2 separate regions of the Ovis aries genome follow, and region 2 is linked to region 1. The links are chromatin contacts, called in public Hi-C maps. All regions are on one chromosome and are shown on one strand. The core of a region is the stretch at or near the end of the contact, and the rest is flanking DNA. Distances in the headings are between cores, read along the strand shown.

Region 1 (2,700 bases), core at 74-2,573:
CGTTTACATGCATTGTTCTGGAGAAAACAGTTAAGAACTAGACGGCGCCTGGATTAACTCCTTCAGTCCTCTGCTCACCCAGAACACACTGGATCCCCCTGGGATCCGAATGCTGACACTCTGTGAGAGCACCGTTTCCTGCCACTCAAACTTTTATTAATGCTGCTTTAAACACTATACACTGTACACTCTGGCTTCCCAGTCATGCCACACTTGGGGTTTATTCCAATCTTGTAACTTCTGTACTGGAACTATTGCTTTAAAATATATATATACTGCAGAAGCGCTCCTGGGGACTCCCACCTGCACGCTCCCGACACTAGGGGCACTCGCCTCTCCACCCGAGAGACAGCCCTGCAGCCCGCCACCCCGGCCGGCCCTGCGTGCGCTGCTGCCGCCGCCCGTGCTGCTCCGCCTCCCGCGAGCCGCCGGCGCGCACTGCCTGGCTGGCGTGCGCCTGCCCTGTATGTCGTTCTTACATAATTTAATTACGTATGCAGAAGCCACGGAAATGTAAATGTGAAAGAAAAGAGAAAAACCGAGGCTACGAGCTTTCAAAGAGCTACAAAAAGCAAGACACCTGGGGGAGAAAAACAAACCCCAAGACTGTCAAAAACGTAGGCGTGGGTGAAGTAGCTATAGAAGCTGAGGGAAACCTTTACCCAGATCACTTCAGATGCATCTGGTTCCCACTTCACTTTAAAGAACTGGAAACGTGACTGTAGACGACGTGTTAGGAGTGTGGTTCTTAAACCACTGTTTAAGAACTTACTTTCAAAGACTCTTGTGCCTGCATGCAAAATGAATATGTATTTATAAGTTTTAAGTGAAAAGTAGTATGTTCAAAGTACATATTTATATATCCTTTTAAAACAATTTTCCACTTGAACAAGCTTTTTCTGATTAACCGCCAAGTACCAGTGATGTAATCGCAGAGAGATTCCCACCAACTCGGAGATCACAGTCAGTGTCCCTGGAGTTCACCCCCTCCCCATTCCAGAACACTGGAGTCTTGTTGACGGTGACTTCACCAGCAACCACGCTGACTCCTCCTCTAAGTCTGCACGCATCCTCATCTAGTAAACATGCCTATTCTGCTGTCGTCTAAATCGCTGCTAAAAAAATAACCCTTCTGGCTCAAAACACTTGGCTTCCCACGACTCCTCAGATAGTGAGAGTCCTTGCTGCAGCCTAAACTACGCGCCTCCTCCCGCCTCGCTCCACCTCTCACCGTCATCTACTCACTCCCTCAGACGTGACAGCCTCTCCTGACTCCCCAGACCAGCACAGCTCCTCCAGTCCCACACTCCGCTAGCACTGTCGCAGGAACGGTCAGAAACGAGCTCTCACTCAGCCGGGTGCAGCTTTCTGGGCTGCACACCCCACACGCCCACGGACCATGCCTGGTCTCACTCACTTCTGGTCTCACTCACTCTGTATCTTAGCGAACTCTGGAGCCGGTACGCTGGGGAAACTCAAAGTTGAATGCGTGAAAAACAAAAATAGAGAGCAAACAAAGCAAAACCTCTGCAGCATACGGCCAAATACCCTTCTCCACTGACAAGCCTGACTTCAAGGTGGAGGAAGTCTTTAGGAAGAGAAACTAACAATGCCAATCCACGGCAGAGCGAGCGCGCCGACCCTTCCCCTTGAGCGGGAACAGTGGGCTTTCATGCAGAAATCACTTTTAGGAAAGAAAGCAGTGCTACTCATTCAGTCAAATCTGACTCTTTGCAACCCTGCAGACCGTAGCCTGTCCGGCTACTCCATGGGATTCTCCAGGCAAGAATACTGGAGTGGGTTGCCGTGCCCTCCTCTAGGGGATCTTCCCGACTCAGGGACAGAACCTGGGTCTCCTCTATTGCAGGCAGATTCTTTACCGTCTGTGGCTCAGCTGGTAAAGAATCCGCCTGTGATGCGGGAGACCTGGGCTCAATCCCTGGGTGGGGAAGATCCCCTGGAGAAGGGAAAGGCTACCCACTCCAGTGTTCTGGCCTGGAGAATCCCACGGACTGCATAGCCCATGGGGCTGCAAACAGCTGGACACAACTGAGCGACTTTCACTTCACTTTCTTCACCGTCTGAGCCACCAGGGAAATCCCCAACCCTTTTAATGTGGGATTATGTATGACGCCTGACAACATTCCCTAGGGACACTAGCTCAGGAAACTTAGCTGCCAACACTGTGGAAAGGAAAGTATCTTAACATGGTGTCATCTCTCTCTGGCTACTGCTTTGTAAACCTGCCTCAACTACGTAAGAACTGATTACAGTGCCTGGCCACATCCCTTCCTCATATATGATTTAGCTTGAGAAAAGATCTCTCCCTTTCCCAGACACTGACAATCAATCCATCTGCCTTCCCTATGCCAGTCTCTCTAGACCAGTTTTTTTTCAGCTGTGGGCTATGACTTGTTAGTGGGCAACAATACCAATTTACTGGGTTCAATGGGCATTTTGGAACAAAAGTACTCAAAAAAGAACTGAACATACTAAACAGTGTTTCATGAACATGTGGAGGTGTCAGTTCATTTCAGTCGCTCAGTTGTGTCTGACTCTTTGCGACCCCATGGACTGCAGCACGCCAGGCCTCCCTGTCCATCACCAACTCCTGGAGTTTACTCAAACTCAGGTCCATCCAGCCAGTGATGCCATCCAACCATCTCATCCTCTGTCGTCCCCTTCTCCTCCTGCCCTCAG
Region 2 (2,891 bases), core at 254-2,753, 74 kb after region 1:
CAGAAAGCGCCTGACACTGAGCCTGGCACAAATCAGATGTTAACAGAAAAGAATAAAGTAAAAAACTTATGGAATAAAGTATTGAATAGCCCTGTGAAAACATCAGTTGTCTATTAAACCGAGACAGGAAAACCAAACAAGCCCACACAAGTTACATTAGGAACTCCAAAAAATTATGGAGTAACTGGCTCAAGATACATAACAAACTCATATTGACCAAAAAAAAAAAAAAAAGTTTTAAGCCAATGTTAATGTTGAAATAAGTAAGCATGCAATTGACATCCCTCTTAAGTCACCACACTGGCGCTCAATGGAATGCTAACCAGCAACAACAAAAACTAAAAGAACAAGCGACAGATATAACTTTGCAATCTGTTCAAAACTATACCAAGGTGTGCTAGGCACACACCTGAAACCTGCTACGTAAGCTCTGTCCCCACACAATAAAAGAATATCCCAAGATGCCAAAGAAGCTGAATCGAAATTCTTAACCCTCACAGAAATACTTATTAGTAAATAATGAGCAACTCGTTAAAATGTATTATCTGTTCAGAAATGAAAAAGGATCTCTAACAGGGGACTGGACTCCACAAATATGAACCCAATCTACACCGATTAGTCGGAAGAAGCGTTTCCCATAAGGAACAACCCAGACCCACGAGGACTAAAGTAACAAGTATAAAGCCTGAGTCGACTGGAGAGACCCCAAAATCAGCGCGTGAGCGCCGTAAGGGGGCTAATCAGCCGGGTTTACCCGGAGCTTTGAATTTACTGAGCCTCCTCAGAAGACCTTTGACAGAGATTCCAGGCCACGTCCGGTACTTCACTGTGCCGCCTCGTAAAGCCCTCAGCGCCTGCAGCGCTGCGGCTGGACTGCACGCGGCCGGGGCACAGCCGCCCCTTCCCCGGGCCCAGGAGCCCGCACCTCAGGGGCCCCTCCAGGGAGGCGAGAGCGGGGGAGCCGCGCTCCGAGCCAAGCGTCGCTCCCCCCGCAGCGAGGAAGGCGCGCCTCCCAGACGCGCGAGGGGCAGGTGCGTCCCCGGGCGGGACGGGGCGCGAGCACCCCTGGGCCAGTCAGCGCCGCGGGCCCAGGCCGGCGCGCCGCGCGCTCCCCGGGGGCTCCGGGCGCGCTCCCCGGGCCCCCCGCGCCCGCCGCCGGGCCCCCCGCGCCCGCCGCCCGGGCCCCCCGCGCCCGCCGCCCGCCGGGCGCCCCGCCCCGCCCCGCGCAGCCCCGCGCCGGGCCCGGCCGGCAGGGGGCGGGCCGCTCACCCGTCCGCAGCTCGTGCTTGACGACGCGGAGCTGCTCTCCGCCGGCGTCCCCGCCGCTGCCGCCCTTCTCCTCCATCTTCCCCTCGCCCGAGCGCGCGGGCTGCTCCGGGACGCCCGGCGCCTCAGCTCCCGCCGCGGCCCCCGGAGCCGGGGCGCGGCCGCTCGGCAGCCCGGACGCCGGGGCGAGCCGCTTTCCCGCTCCCGCCGCCTCCCCTCGGCGGGCGCCGCGAGTCCCGCGCAGCCACTCCGCCCCGCTCCCCGCCTCCCCCGGAGCCGCCCCGCCCACAGCCAGCAGGGTCGGCGGCCTTGCGAGTCGCCGTCGCCGATTGGGCGCGGGGCGCGCGCCGCCGCCAGCGCCGGGCCCCGTTGGGCAGCGCTGTCTGACGCGAGGCGAGCCGCCCCGCCCCGCGGCTCGAACTGTTGTTGCTCGCGGGCGGCAGGCGAGGGAGGAGCGCGTGCGATCCGATTGGTGAGGCCGGCTTTTGCTCCGCCCACCCGCGCTGCTGCGCACGCGCAGTCGGAGCCTTCCCGTCCCCGACATTCCCAGGACGGCCACGCCCCTTATCCCCCAGCTCCGATGTTAGTAAACAGTCTCGTAGTCTGGAGGCGCTCGGGGCCTGTGATTGGCTGTTGCTGAAAGAGGCGGGGAGGGCTGATTGGACAGTTTGGTCCGTCAATCACCATGGACAGAGGAGGAGCCTGGAAGAAAGCGCTTCTCACGCACGTGTTTGCAGGTGTTCGAACCTCAAGGCCTCAAGCGTTCCAAGGTTTGCGCCTGCTGGGCCTCGGTGTGTCTCTAAAAGATGTTGCTCGTCCTAGTAAGTTCTGAACAAAGTAAAGTGGAGTTCGTGCTTGAGAACAGGTAGTTCTTAGACATTTCAAAAATTCACAATCCCAGCTCTCCTTGAGGACTTTTGCAGTGGATAAACATTTTCATTTTGTACTGGTTCAAACGGTAAAGAATCTGTCTGCTATGCAGGAGACCTGGGTTCATTCCCTGGGTCAGGAGGATCCCCCGGGAGAAGAGCATGGCAACCCACTCCAGTATCCCTGCATGGGAATGCCACGGACAGAGGAGTCTGGCGGGCCACAGCCGTGGGGTTGCACAGAGTCCCCAACACGATTGAGCAACTAATACTTTTTCTTTTCAGGCACCAAAAGACTACGTAAATTAATAAGATAGAATACAAATCCTGTCCCTTAGCAGCTTTCAGTAGAACATGAGAAACAATCTTTGTGTATATACAGGAAACTTTAAAGCAGGATTTGAAATAAAACATTTATACAACCCTAGAGAATTGCACAGATGCCAATAATTGTTCTCAGTGAAGGAACTGAGGAAGGGTTTTAGGGCACTGAGGCACTTGAGATAACCGACTCAAAGGATGAAACAGAAGCACCAGCTGCAGATATCTCATACAGAGATAGTAACTGTGAGCTCGGCTTGGAAGTAGAGAAGACAAGGGTGAGTTATGATTGCTAATGCTGGGTGGAGATATGATGTTAGGAACATAGTTGAAAAGATAAGCCTTGGCACAATAAGGGAGAATCTTGACTACAATACTAGGCAGTGCACATTTTGTTTAGGACAGGATGAGGAGCCCCAAAGAGTACCTGTGGTG

What was found. A called contact is a pair of places that touch in the nucleus more often than the background predicts.
Region 2: a Hi-C map of tail adipose tissue shows a contact between it and region 1, with 2.2 times the contacts expected there. The contact joins the promoter of RPS6KA5 here to the enhancer-like site in region 1. A contact is called at or near these places in 3 of 16 Hi-C or Micro-C datasets (blood, muscle and tail adipose tissue).

What each region holds. Positions count from the first base shown.
Region 1 is chr7:100,598,243-100,600,942 of ARS-UI_Ramb_v3.0, forward strand. All of the region lies in intron 3 of RPS6KA5 (ribosomal protein S6 kinase A5), which reads right to left. Among named protein-coding and RNA genes, the nearest start is that of RPS6KA5, 74 kb to the right of the region's middle. Within about 2 kb of position 1,324, at least 27 of the 54 cell types and tissues checked have an H3K27ac peak or open chromatin away from gene starts, as enhancers often do. A contact at or near this core is called in tail adipose tissue, where this site is marked.
Region 2 is chr7:100,672,465-100,675,355 of ARS-UI_Ramb_v3.0, forward strand. It overlaps RPS6KA5 (ribosomal protein S6 kinase A5), which reads right to left and starts at 1,504. Exons shown (of 18, transcript XM_042252875.2): 1 at 1,270-1,504.